2 separate regions of the Triticum aestivum genome follow, and region 2 is linked to region 1. Evidence: chromatin contacts called from public HiCAR-type data. All regions are on one chromosome and are shown on one strand. Each heading gives the region's core, a stretch centred on a gene start, on an enhancer-like site or on the middle of the called end of the contact. The rest is flanking DNA. Distances are from core to core; before and after follow the strand shown. Region 1 holds the start of LOC123042102 (NAC domain-containing protein 21/22). Region 2 holds the start of LOC123046736 (F-box/kelch-repeat protein At5g60570).

Region 1 (7,332 bases), core at 2,103-4,602:
CACCTCAACATGCAACCATGCATAAGAAAAACTCGACCTCAACATGCAAATATGTATGATAATTTTCACCCTATTACCCTATTTGTTTATAATAAATCAATTGTATTTTATTGCGATGGACAATCTTCTATATCGTAGTAGCTAGCCCCGTTAATTTATTTCTCTCAACATGCAAGTATATCGTAAAAGCTCACCTCAATATGCAAAAAATGCAATGTTTGGGAAAATTGCAAATATATAGTAATCAAACAAAATAAATCATATGCATTTTAAGTTCTCATATTATTACTGCAAATATATATTTTGACTGAATATTACTCCAAATATTCATGTTCATACAATCGAAACTTCTTAAAACATACGCCCTCCGTCCCACAATGTAAGACAATTTTTATGGGAGGAATCATCTAGTGTTTATAATACGGTGAACATGTGTTCAGTTTTCTACAAACAAATTTGTAAAATCGACTGAAATATAGATGCTCCTATCTTGGCTCGTAGTAGGGAGGGAGGCATTCTGCGATGGTGTTATCCCGTGCCGGACTCGGATCTTAGGCACCACATGGTGTATGTGGTAAGCAATCTGAAAACAAATAGTGACAACAACAACAAAAACCAGGCTCTTGGGCGATTGTAATGCAAAGAACTAGTTTCAAGTAATATACACCCCATTTTTTATAACAATAGGTGATATCTGAAATACAGTGATTTTACACCCCATTTAACCAACCTGAAATGTGTGGCTGATGACTGCACTAGGGCTGATAAATGCTGTACATAATCACACTGCTACAGAAGAGAAGGGAAGAAATTGATCACTAATCAAGCATATGACGATCGAGTGGACAACACAGCGTATACTACCCTTACTATACTACCTAGCCTGCGAGAACTCATCAACTCGTCAGAACGGATTCCAAGCCTGCGGCATGCCGCTGTGCCGCGTATAGCCGTCGTCTACGCTCCACTCCGGCTTCGGGTCACCGCTGCTGCTTTCCACCATGTCGCCTAGCAGGTCCCTGAAGCTCCTGAACGGCAATGGCGCCACCGGCCAGTGCTGCGGGGCCATGAGGAGGCTGGTGGAGTACTCCTGGTGCCCACGGAAGCTGTCGGTGATCGCAGCCATGGGCATGCGGCCAACGGCGTCGATGGGTGCTATGGGCAGAAGTGCCGGCGCCATGCCGACCTCGCTGCTCTGGGAACCTGATGACTCGTCGGAGGCCGGTGTTGGAGCAGCTGTTGTGCTTTTGTAGAACACCCTGCACAGCACCCAGTCCTCCTGCGTTTTGCAATATTTTCCATTTTAACACTTGGAGTATGTTATATCTAGATAAGTGAATTTGATGGACACTATATTTTTTTATGGACACTAGATGATTCAAGCTCGCGCACATCGCATGTCGGAATCTAAAAGAAGAGAATAAGATAACCCCTCCGTACCAAAATATAAAATCATTTTTGACATATAGTGTAAAAATGATATTACATTTTGAGACGGAGGGAGTACATGCGTACTTTTTTTTTCTCAAATAAGATACTGCATACTATTTTTTTCCCAAGAAACACACTATTCATTTGTGACCATAAGGAGTCACAATAGCCACATGTTCTGCTAACGAAAGAATTGGCAACTTGGGATGCCAATGTCAAAATATTTTTTGTCAACTTGAGCTTCACCTCGACGAAAAAAAGAAGTCAAAGTTGGATGAATGCAAAAATGATAATGCGATGGTCAGATCCTTTTCAAAGCAGTATCATGTTTGTTTAATGCCGGGCTGATGTATGGCGACGGCGCCAAGCGAACAACCTTGGACGTTGCCTTCACCAAACCTTGGAACGACATTGGTGATATGTCATAGTACTATGTGTGTACCATGTTTGCATTTCGATAAGCTAGACTAGGTCACCAACAATGATTGCCTAGTGGCATGTATAGTCGTCGTAAGTATACGTAGTTTATCTTATCGGGATCGACGCAGCACGTACCGAATCGTATGTACAGCTAGACAGAATACAAAAGAAATATTTTATCTGGCGGTCAAAAATAGCAATGTTCAACTATATGCAACAGATGAATAAGCTACCTTCCTCTGCACGAACAGCCGGGAGTGAAATAATACTAAAAGGCTAAGCCCAATCAGTGAGTGCATTTTCTCTATACGCCTCCCTCCCAAAGGGGAGCCGGATTCCATTTCTTGTTATAACTGAAAAACATAATCAACGAGTACTATTACTGTCTGACTCCTCTGTACATAATTAACTGTAAAACTAATTTATAATGGCACGCGCTGGCAAGCAAACTCCTAGTTCATGCATACAGCCACAGGCTCCTCCGTCCTGTTCCTAGTCACGCAAAACAAATGGTATCCGAGATAGAATGGCTGCGCAAACATGCAACTCATGCGAGCCGTCGATCCGCGACAGTCATCGGAACGTGTGGCGTGCATGAAGTGCAGAAGTGGGACACGTACCTCGAGGAGAAACGGCGGCGAGCCGTGGGGGTGGTCGGCGAGCTGACGGCGGGCCGGCGGGCGGCCCTCGGCGCGGAACTCGTGCATGACCCACTCGGTCTTGGTTCCCCGGGGGGCTCTCCCCAGGTAGAAGACGAGCGTCTTGCGCATCCCGACGACCGCCGCCGCGCCGTCGCCGGTGATGACGCGGTCCTTGCCCGTGGCCTTCCAGTAGCCGGTGTGTGTGGCGCGGTTGGTGCGCTGCCCGGTCGCGTACTTGCGGTCGTGCCGGCTGAAGAAGTACCACTCCTTGCCGCCCACGCACGCCGCGTCTGCGTGCATGCAACAATGGGTAAGAGACGATTAAAATCAGCACTATTGAACTGAACGCAATGATTCATGGTTGCTGCTATAATCACTGCTACTAATAAAATCTAATCAGGCACAGAGCAGCAAGGTTTCGTGGTGTAGTTGGTTATCACGTCAGTCTAACACACTGAAGGTCTCCGGTTCAAACCCGGGCGAAGCCATTATCATTATGTTTTTCCTCTTTTTTATCCCTCAAAACTGAATATTTCCCTTCTGCTGCTGCATGATCTGGGTGCATGATGGAAGGGACGAAAGATCGTACCTGGAAGCTCCCATGGCTCGCACTTGTTGAGGTCGACGTCGACCATGTCCACGCCGCCGGCGCGGCCACCACCGCCAGAGAGCTTGTGGCAGAGGTAGTCCAGCACGAGCTCGTGGTCCCTGGGGTGGAACCGGAACCCCGGCGGCAGCCTTGCCTCCACCATGCTCATCGAGCTGCTCATTTTTGCTCTCCCAGAGGTCTTGAAACAGACAGGAAAAAAGATTGGATAGATAGAGAAGTACACGACCGAACACGATGGGGCCGGGGCCCCGGCCGGTATTAATAGAGGAAGAGATCTCGCTAGCCATGGACCCCTTGTGAGCATGTCACTAGGAAAGAAGAGTCTGACGCAACGACGATGCGCACTGTAGATGATGCAAATTCTTTTGAACCGGTCGTATATGTTACAGAAAATGAAAACTGGCGCCGGTGATTATTCATTGCTACTCTGGATATTCCCTACCTCTTAGGTCTCCATCAAACAGTAACAGCCTACCAGGTGATACTACGGCCAGATACTCAGATTCATGGTCCATGGATCATCGCGTCGATCTATCCATGACAAGCTTCTGATAAAACCGACGGCGACCGCCAGTATGGCGACGGCGATCTATCGTGATCCACGGACATGCCAAGCCAGAAATGGGGTATCCTCAGTCAGAGGGCTAATCCAAAACTGCCAAACTAACACTGTCTTGTGACCTCTGACAAACACCGGATGGCCAACCGGTCGATCGTTTGCGTGTTCTTGGCCGTCGCTCCATCCCATGGCAGTGGCAGACAGCCGCTTCAAGCAGAAGACCTTTTGTTACTGTGTTACAGTGACTGGTGAGACCATGTCAAAGACTTTTTTACGTCCGGCAACCGTCGACTGCCTAAAGGATGGATGGATTGGCTGAGTTTAAAAGATGGCAAAGAAAAAGATGGTGACAACCTCCATCGAAAAGAGATGGCGCAAGTTGAAGTTGGTTTTCACTTTCAGTAGGTGTACATCGATACTTTGCAGCTGAAAGAACTGAGTTCTAATAAGTGAACCTGTGCCTTTTCATCCTTGTTTTGGTAAATTCCCGGTGGAGCAGAAGGTGAAGAAATGGCACCTACTGTTGTCGGCAGTCGGGCAGTTGACAAGTCCGTAGTAGTTTTCTCTGTAGGCTGTAGCTATGTGCGCGTCCTTTTCAGTTCAGTGACAAGTGGGTAAAACGATACTGTTTGTTCTTGTCTAACGAATCAGTATTCTGTTTCTGTACACACCCTTTTGCCCGATTCAGGAGACGCAGGGCACCGTACAGTACTACAGTAGCATCGATCCCAGTCAAGTCTGAACTCGGAACACAAACTCCTGGAAGAAAAGTAGACTTTTAAAAAACAAAGTCTACTCTCTGAACCGAACAAAATCAGCTGCTGCTGTCTGGACTTCCGATCACATGATAAGGAGCGGTAGTACTACAGGTTGTCCACTCTTCTCAGGAGATGAAATTTCCTCAGGAGATAGTCATGTCGGTCCTTTTCAGGGAAGGAGATCTAGTGAGCATTAAGAATGAACCTGCGGCTGCAGGAGGAGATCTAGCCGGGCGTCGATCGATCCTGCCATGCCATGCCACACAAGTCAAAACCCAGGAGATGCATATGCAAGCAGGAGCGTGTGTGATGGACGCACCTGAACAAAAGGCCATGTCAAACACGTAAGGCCAAGATCTCCGCCGGAGGCTGTCGGCGTGGTTACCAGCTCCCCGTAGGCAGATGGTCTAAATTCCTCAAACAATTTCAAGTGGGGAGCGTAGCAGCCATAATGTGGCATGTGCCCAATCAGCGTGTGAGGTTAACGGAAGCAGTGAGGCAAGGCAAGGCAAGGCAAGCCGACACCTGCGCCTCATACCCAAGAACAAAATAAAAATGAAACAAACAAGTACACCAACATGTACTAACTTCTGGTTTTTTAGTTAGTAGTAGAACGTTGCTTTATTTATTTTTTTGAAACGAGGCAAAAGATTTGCCATTTCATTAATTAAGAAGAAGGTTTCAGACAAAGCCGCAAGCGGCAAAAGGTAAAAGACTACTCTCGCGGCATTACAATACCCAAGTGCATGGCACCTGACAAAGCCCAAAGCGACACCTCTTGCTTGATCTTGTTAATGATTACCACCGGAGGGACTGCAACGTTGCGAAAGACTCTCGCGTTGCACTCGGACCAAATCTCCCATGAGATGAGCATCATCAATGAGGCAAGGGCTTTGGGCGAGCCGAGACGAATCTGAAGGTTATCGTTCCACCATCCTTTGACCGAAGCGCTCGCCGACCAAGAAGAAGTAGAGATGTGGTGCATTCCGAGCCACGGGAGAATGTCGTTCCAGATGCGCAAAGAGAAGTGGCATTGGAAGAGAAGGTGGGCCGCGGACTCCTGCCCTTGCTTGCAGAGAGGACACAAGCCGCAGTTGGGCCACCCACGACGGATCAAGCGGTCTGATGTCCAAACCCTATTTTGAAGAACCAGCCAAGCAAAGAATTTGCACCTTGCCAGAGCCCACACACTCCACACTGACTGGACAAGATCAGAGGAGGTGAGGCCTTCGAATTGCGCCTTGTAAGCCGAGGAAGCTGAGTACGTTCCGTCCTTAGAAAACTTCCATATAATCGAGTCTTCCACTTCTTCCTCGAGGGCCACCGTTGAAACCTTTTCCCAAAGGTCAGCAAATTGCTCAATCTGCGCGAGGTACAGACCCGTTGGTGACGTCAATATTTGCGATCCAGAGATTGTTGGCCATGGCTTGCCGGACTGAGGAGTTTTTCTTGCGAGAAAGATGGAAGAGGTCCGGTGCAATGTCACGGGGGCGCAAGCCATTGAGCCACGACAAGTTCCAGAATTGCGCAGTTCGTCCGTTCCCAACAGTGACCGAAGTGGCAGCCGCAAAGAAGTGGCTATCCTCATCAGTACACGGAGTCCCCATGCCAATCCAGGGCTTTCTCCTATCAGTCCATTCGAACCAAAGCCATCGGAGCCGTAGAGCCTTAGCAAACTTGTCCAGATTAAGCACTCCAAGCCCACCCTTTTCCTTAGGTTTGCAGACAAGCTCCCAGTTAACCTTACATTTTCCTCCAGAGACCTTGTCCGAGCCCGCCCAAAGGTATGCACGGCGAATACTATCAATTTTCTTGAGGACCTCCACCAGGATGTCGAGGGGCGTGAGGTGATAGATGGCAATGGCGGTTAGGACAACCTTAACAAGAATAATACGGCCGGCAGAGGCCACAAGCCTTCCTTGCCATGGAGGGAGCTTGCCTGCAATTTTATCCTCAAGGTACTGGAAGTGGATTCGTTTGAGGCGTTTAACAGCAAGCGGGAGTCCAAGGTAACACATTGGGAACGAGGTGCGCACCGCCGGGAAAGCATGAAGAACCTCATCAAGGTTGATGTTGTCGCATCGGATGGGGGCAACCAAACTTTTTGCACAGTTGGTGACAAGGCCAGTTACCGCTCCAAAGGAGGTCAGAGTTGCAGCAAGGAATTGGACATCTTCCTTAATGGGCTTAACAAATATGGCTGCATCGTCGGCATAGAGCGAGGCCCGAACGGGGGAAGATCTGCCACAGAGAGGGTGACGGTGCCCTTGGGTCGTGGCCTTGCAGAGGAGGTGGTGGAGCGGATCGATGGCCAAGACGAAGAGTAGGGGAGAGAGCGGGTCTCCCTGACGAAGACCACATCCATGCTTTAGCGGATCACCCAACACTCCATTGATCAACACCCTCGAAGTGGCTGTAGAGAGCAAAGCCGAAACCCAGTCGCGAAATCTGTCCGGGAATCCAAGGTGCTTCAACAGATCCATGAGGAAGTCCCAACACACAGAATCGAAAGCCTTTTTGATGTCAAGCTTGAACAATAGCGTCGGGGAGCGGCTGCGATGGAACTTTCTCGCCAAGTTTCTGACGTACATGAAGTTGTCGTGGATGCTTCTCTTTTTGATGAAGGCACTTTGAGCATTTGAGACAAGGTCGTGCATGTGAGGGGCCAGCCGGTTTGCCATCATTTTTGCAATAATCTTCGCGACAGCGTGGATGAGACTAATGGGACGGAAATCCGAGATACACTCCGCCCCATCCTTCTTCGGGATGAGAGCAATGTTCGTCGAGTTGAGCCAGCTTAAGTTTGAGGAGCGCATGTTTGAGAAGTGATTGACAGCAAGCAAGATATCATCTTTTATGATCTCCCAACATGCCTTGGAGAAGGCCCCAGAGTAGCCATCCGGACCCGGTGCT
Region 2 (7,332 bases), core at 1,752-4,251, 130 kb before region 1:
TCCGCGAAAAGGGGGTGTCATTTCTGAATTACAAGTCATTATAAGAAGTAGCAGCAGCTAAAATGGCAGCAACGAATCGGTGGGTTTTGCTAAACAAGTGGTGGCATGTACTGAAGCCAAGGTGCTGCTAACTCAGCACCCCGTTATTGCACAGTTGTAGACGAAGACGCCGGCGCGCTCCTTCACCGAGAGCACCTCCCAGTCGGAGTCGGAGGCGGCGCCGTTCCCATCTTCCGGGCACCAGGAATGCAGCAGTATCACCTCGCCGCGAGGTCCTCTGTGGCCGCCGATGACCAGCAGTCTATCGCCGCATCCCTTGAAAGCCAGGCCCCAGCCGTTGGAAGAGTCCGCTCTGACGGGCAAGGGCTTCACTATGTTCCATGTGTTGCTTGCCTTGTCGTACTTCTTCACCACGTTTGTGGACTGGTCAGCCGCGTAGAGCTGGTTATTTACAACGGCGATGAGCGGAGGCGACTGGGAGGCGCTGGTTCCTCCGGGGTACATGTCCTGTATTCTTCTCCATGTCCTGGTGTCGAGATCGTATTCCTCTCCACAAGTCAGAGAATGCCTCTCACTCGTCACACCCCCGATGACATAGAACTTGCCATCCATGAAGAAACCTGAGGAGAGTCTCCTGGGCAAGTTCATGTCTGGCAAGGTCTCCCACTGGCCAGCCTCTGAATTGTACAGCTCCGCAGATCTCAGCACCTGCCCGTTCCTATCACACCCACCAGCAACAATGGCAATCTCACCAGAACTTCCTGAGGCAAACAGACAGCGAGGAAAATTCATCGGAGTGCAGCGAGACCAATGGCGTGTCAGTAAATTGTACATCCAAATAGCAAGGCCTGTATATTCTCGGCCAAAGACAAGCAGCTGTGTCCCAACAGCAAGTGACTCCTTGTCCGCACAGGAGAAGCAGTCATCACATGGCATTCTTGGGAGCCTCATCCATCGGTTTCGCGACGGATCGAATGCTTCCCAGGGCATAGCGCTACAGGCCAGATACACCCAATGCTCAACAATGCCATATTTCCTCCGCAGCTTGTACAGATATCCACCGTTAACCAATGTATTGAATTTCTTGTTCAGACAAGAGAGTGAGGGATAGTCTGATCTGCTTGTCCAGGCAAGGCAGTCTTGAGCCAGATCATCATGAAGGCCTGGAAGGAAACAATCATTTGATCCATTGGAACTGGAATCACCTCCTGATTGGCTCTTGACAACAGCATTCTGCTTCTCCACTTCCAGTTCATTACTGCCCAAATCTGAACTGTCACAGCAGGGAACAAGTTGCACATTCACAGCTGAGTGTTTCCTTGGCTCCCTCGGGAAGTACTCATTCCTGACCAGAAGAAAGTAAGCCAAGGCGTACTTCTGCCAGGAATTATCCTGCTGACCTAACAGCCTGAAGAGGTGCAGAACCAGAGAACCAGGAACAGCAACAAGGCTTTTGGAGTTGCAATCTTGTAAATCTTCCATTGTTTTCTCTGACTTATCACCGCAGACCCAAGGACACAAAAGTTCAGAGGTTCAAAGGCTGCCCCTGGAAAATATATTGAGATGAAGATCAAAACAATCACAAGGTTATTTGAAACGTTTCACAAATATTCTCGATCAAAAAGAAAAACAGCAGACAATATGTATACTTTCACCACAGCGACCGGTACAGAGTTCAACATCAGATTCATACAGGAACGTTAACTCTTGTTGCTGACTATTTGCACAGAAAATACTTCGATAATTTTATTACAACTTAACAGTATCCAGAATCAAGCAAGGAACTGAACATCAGCAGCGAAAAGGTGAGAAACTGCATCAATCAACAAGACAATGGCCGTATGATTTGTTCTTCAGGAACTCGGACAGCCAATCGACCAAAAAAGCTCATGGTCATGGAGCTCCACAATAAAAAAAAGCCCATGACAATTAGTTACTATTTGCTTCAATAAATGAATGCCGTAAACATTGTACTAACATCCTTTAATGCACGAAGACAAAGGCCACGAAATATGAAATCTCAACAAGCTGCACAACAAAATCGCCGTAGCATACAACCTGGTAGCACATTATACCTACTATCCGTCAGTTCTAGATCCAAGGCATGAGAAACAGTCCAAAATTAACGGTCCGATTTTACAACAGATTCACATAGAACACGCAAACTGATTCTTAGCTTCGCCGAAAGAACATGGAGAAAGACTGAAACTAGAAAATAATCCCAGATTTACAGGATAAACCCGGCTAAAACACCTTCCTATGCCCACCGCAAACCAATCGATGCACCAGTAAAACGGAGCACACGTCCGGTGGCCGTTCGAGCCATGAAAACGATGTAAAAACCACACATTCTGTCGTTCGGAACCATCTCACATCACTAACAGGAAAGGTGACAAAGACATTTCCCCAACCAATTCAGCAGCCACTGTCACCGTCAGACAAAACGGAATTTAAGTTCCTTGGGTACAATGTCACTCATCACTGGACGAGTCATGGCACTTCAGTTGGTAAAGTCCCCCCAAAAGAAAGAAAAAAAAAGCAGATCACTCCGCCCACCTTCCTTCACAGCGCAAACAGAGGAAAGGGAGACGGGAGAAACAGGGCCGAGTCCTCACCTGAGGGAGACGACGCACCGACGGCGAGATCCGGGCGACCGGCGCGCCCCGACCGGCTCCATCCCGGCGCCAGCCACGAGCGGCTCCCAGAACACCTACGAGCACGGCCACAAGGCAAAAGCGGTTACGACTCTGCGACTAACTGCGGCCGGCACCGCCAACCAAACGAGCCCGCACGCCCGGAGCGCGCCGCGGCCAGGAAACGGGGGGAGGAAGAGGAGGGAGAGGCTCACCGGAGACGGCCGGGTGCCCTCGCCGCCGGAGACGTGTGTGGGGCGGAGAGGGGAGGGGGCGCGGGTCGCCGACGAGATATGGGCGGGGCGGGGGGAGGGGGGGAGGCGGTGGGGACCACCGTCAGTGAGACGGGGAGAGCATGGGGAGCCAAGAGATTTGGAAGCGGGTGTGGCTGGGGGAAAGGCGATATATATACGCCCATGTGATGTGCCCCAAGGCCGAAGTGCCAATGGATTAATTGCAAGCTTTGTTTTTTCACTTTGGCCGCCATCTGTCACGCAGTGGGTGCGGTGTACTCGTTTTTAACCTTTACCGCCCTCGGTCGCCACGCCTTAATCCCACTGTTATCTCGAAACCGCCCAACGAAGATTTTTCTTTAAAAGAAAAATTCCCTCCTCCCACACGAGGAGGTAAAAAATCATGAAAAGTAAAAAAAGTTAGAGCAAGATTTTATTACATGGCAAAATTTGTCGATAATGGCCGAGATCTGGGGGCGGATGGGGGGAATGTGGACGCGGTCACCACGCTCAGAGGCGCACGCATGGCGAGCCAGCCCTGCACACAGCAAGTACCACCGCCGCTCTGCAGATCTGGTCTGATCCGCCCGGCCGCCCGCCCTCGGGCTGAGGCTCGGGCGGGCGGGCGCGCTCGCTCTTTTCCGCCTGCCGCTCCCCCTTTTGCTATAATGGAATGTTTTCGGCACAGTGTACTTGCCTCTCTCGGGCTCAGGGCGAGGAAGGGGGCGGGCGGATAGACGGATGGACGGATGGATGGGTCGACGTCCACGGTGAAAAGAATCTCGAGGCCCGAAAGCTACCCACCCCCACCCCTCCCTACCCCCAGGCATGTAGGTAGGCCACGCACGACCGGTTTTCACGCACGTTGAACCCAGCGCAGCGACAGGGTGAAAAGGACGGCGCATTATCCCCGGCTTATTTCTCATCATTTCTCCGTGTCAGCCCACTACGGAAAAGAAAAGGGCCAGGGCCAATGAAACTTACCGTTGGACGACAAAATACGTGACGCACACCATCACTAGGACAAAACCTTTTTTTTTTGTTTGCTTCGGTAAGGTGCCTGGTAATATTTTTTTAGCACTGCGTTGGCACCGAAAATGGTGGCGCTCAGCAGTGCACAGATAAGGAAATGTAGGAGTATTTTAGTGTCAGCTAGGGTGGCAACTGGCACGTATTTTACTCGGCCGCCGGCCAGCCAGGCTGCGCGATCCGGATAAGGACGGCTGTCCTCTCGCGGAGCAGGGGGGCGGCTGGGGTAAGTAAAGTCACCTCACCACCCTCCTCACCGGTAAACGGGAAAGTTACGCGCCATTGGCGGCCTCGTCAAACACAGTGCCTGCTCGCAAGTGGCCACGCCCCCTTTAGGTAGTAGATAGGGTAATTTTTTTAATTAGGCCGTCGCGTTTGACCGCCGGGCAAAGTTACTGCAGCTCCGCTTGACCTGACCTGACCCCTCCCCACGATTTTTGCCCCGTCGTTTCGCAAAGGCCACCAGGCCGGCAGTGGCAGCGCGCGCCGCGGCTGCCTTTTGATGACGTCATGGCATACACAGACAGATAATGTGTAGTACTAGGAAGTACTGCCAGTAATTAAGGGATGATCGCCGAGCCAGAGAACGCATTACCCAGACGGACCATTGATGCCGTTAAAACATCACGAGATTAAGCAAACCCTGCACTGCATATCGCGTGGTCAGAGTCAGACGACCCGTGCAGCTCTAGCTCTGTCTGTCTAGCTCGACGGATGGAGCCTTGCATGCATTCCGCGTGAGCTGGTACGTACGGTACGTGCTACGTTCGTGCAGCAATAATCGGCCAAACCCCGACGGACGGAAACATCCCATCCGTCGATCGACAGCCCGGAGAGTCCTTTCCTTTCTCCTCCCCGATCCATGACCGGGACAACGCAACCGCAAACCTTTGCACGGCCCGAGCGGGGGCTACGCGCGCCTGCACTGTGCAGCGGCCACTGTTGCGGTCGAGGAAACGCGCGGCCGGCCAGATCTGGCTCGCCACCCGCAGCTGACGGTGGAGGAGCCGCTGGCTGCTGCTGCCAGGCCGGCCCGCCGCCGGCGGCCCCAACGCCGGCCACCCGCACAGTGCGGCACGTTGCTCCTGTTGCCGGCAACAGTGGCGTCGCGCTCGACGGATCGGCCGGTCGAACCCAACCAACCAACCAGCCTTTTCGTCGATCCTCTCCGTAGATCTCCATCATGCCACAGTAAAGCCGATCCATAATACACACACTGGGCTGGGCCGGCGGGCTGGCAGGAGACTTGGTGGGTACGTATCCGTTTCCGTGCAGGAAATGAAATGAATGGATAGAGACGATATAGAAAAGGGGCGGAGGGAATCATCTGGAAGACAGGCGCCACAGTTAGTAGCGGGCTAGCGGCACTGTGGCATGTGGCGCGCCATAATGGTGGTTTAAAGCCTACCGCAGGCCATGCGCATATAGCTAGCCCACTGTAACCACGTTTGGGACTTGCGCTGCTGCTGATTTTCCTTTCCTTTCCTTTCCTTCCAGGAGTCGCTACTGGTAGCTGTAGAATGCGCCTAGCCTAATAAGCTACGCTGTCACACTCTTTCAAGCATAATCCACTGGGCGGACAGGTTCCTTATTTTCTTTTTGCGAGGGAGGAAGGTAATGCTGAGAAGACAGTGACCGAGAGAGGTGAAATGCTGTGGGAGGGCTGATTATTTGGTGCGCACCTAACGGTCTTTTTAGGACTAGGTAGGTGCATTGCACTGCATTGCATTGCATGCATGGTTGACTAATCTTTTTGGAGATGATGCTCTACTACTATCTTTTAGCAGGAAGTTAAACTCCCACATCTCATCTCACTCCTCTTGGCTTTGCACTTTGCAGGACATGGCAAAGCGTGCTAATTAGTGCTTGCTTTTTACTGCAAGGTAGTGATGGTGGTGGTGGTGGTACTCCCCCTAACCTAACCTACCGCAAGTAGAAAAAGGGCGTCCCAACGGGATGGAAATGTGCTCGCTTGCTGCTCTACAGTCTACTCTACTCACATGATCCTCACATGATCCTCACATGCATGTATGCACTGCTAACCAACGCCCCTCTCTCTCTCACACTCACCAGAGTGGCTGGCTTGATGGGTGGCGGTGACAGCGGTGGTGGTGGGGCGCCCCCCTCCTTCCCTGTTCCTGATAGATCCACCAACCCAGCTGTGCCTCCTTTTCTTCCGTTGCCGTGGGCCACCCCCCGCAACGCCCATCTTTTGTCCCGCTTCCTTCCTTCCTTCCTTCCTTGTGTATCCCTCCTCTCCCTCCCTACTTGTTTTTTTCCTTCGCTTTTCTTTTCTTTTCTTTCAGGGAGAAGAAAGCTGGTGCGGTACACTACCAAATGCTCTCCTTGTAAAGAGACCTCACAAACGACGAAAAATAGAGACTTCATATTGATCTGTAAAAAACTGAAATGACATGAGCATCTTTCATTTATCTTTCATTTATTCATTCATGCATCATGTTCAGCGTGACATTTCCTCAACAAAAAAAAGTTCAGTGTAAGAGGGAGGGATGGATCATTGTCCAGCATGCACGAAGCTAATCAGCGAGATATACGGGTCGCAACGAGGGACGCACGGGCTCGCAACGTGGTGGCACAGTGTCCACGCGTGACCCATCGACCGATCATAGGAGAGAGAGCGAGAGGAGGGCGTTGGCAGGGGGCGGAGGAGCGGACAAAGGAGCGCAAAGAGGTGAATTGAAGCGGCCAGGCAGGAAAGGAGGAGGCGAGAGGCGAGAAAGGAAAAACGGGCGGTGGCGTGGCCTTAACTCGGCTGCAGATGCGCTCGACGGTGGTGGTGGTTCCGTGTTAATCCTGCCCCATGTGACCCCTGCCAGTGCCGCTTAATTATTCACGGCCCCATCCACCTCCCCGCCCCACCCCACCCCACCCCACCCCACGGGCCCCGTTTTCGTCTCCTCCTCGGGGGCTTTGCGATCCCGCGGCCACATGAACCCCAACACGGCGCCAAGCAGCAACCGTGCCGGCGACCCTCGAATAAATGGTGCGCCCCTACAACTACAACCTGGTTGGTTGACACGCCAAAGCTACGTTATCTGCGATGGTGCGAGACCGTTAGCTGGGCATTTTCGTTTTCTTTTCTTCGTATCCACTCTCTCTGCCTCTCGCTGTCAAGCTAGCGTAGAGGGGATTGGAATAATGGGCCGCCTTTTGCGCTGGCCGGCAATCAGCCAGTGTGCGTCTACCACCAGAGCTTTATTTATCAGTCCCGGGGGGCTTTCAGCAGCTTTTAGCCTCGCCGGCCGGACGGTTTGATGGATAGATTTCATAGATAGATAGATCTGTGCCATGTTAGATAGATGGATTTGATTTGATTTCCGACGACCCGCTGCGAGATCTATCGATAATGCAATCCGGTACGCCAACTGTAGAGGCCTGGAGGGATCGGGAGGGAGGAGAAATGGATCTGGTGCCAA

Evidence for each region. HiCAR-type assays count read pairs that join an accessible place to other places.
Region 2: a contact with region 1 is called in a HiCAR-type map of leaf, with 4 times the contacts expected there. The contact joins the promoter of LOC123046736 here to the promoter of LOC123042102 in region 1. A contact is called at or near these places in 1 of 5 Hi-C or Micro-C datasets (leaf) and 1 of 1 datasets of contacts at active chromatin or transcription factors (leaf).

Annotation. Positions count from the first base shown.
Region 1 is chr2B:689,472,903-689,480,234 of IWGSC CS RefSeq v2.1, reverse strand. LOC123042102 (NAC domain-containing protein 21/22) reads right to left here and starts at 3,352. Exons shown (of 3, transcript XM_044464624.1): 1 at 3,082-3,352; 2 at 2,472-2,782; 3 at 668-1,279. The coding sequence starts at 3,262. The coding sequence ends at 905. It overlaps TRNAV-AAC (transfer RNA valine (anticodon AAC)), which reads left to right and starts at 2,907; the gene lies at 2,907-2,980.
Region 2 is chr2B:689,601,196-689,608,527 of IWGSC CS RefSeq v2.1, reverse strand. It overlaps LOC123046736 (F-box/kelch-repeat protein At5g60570), which reads right to left and starts at 3,001. Exons shown (of 3, transcript XM_044470159.1): 1 at 2,849-3,001; 2 at 2,616-2,710; 3 at 1-1,546. The coding sequence starts at 1,482. The coding sequence ends at 133.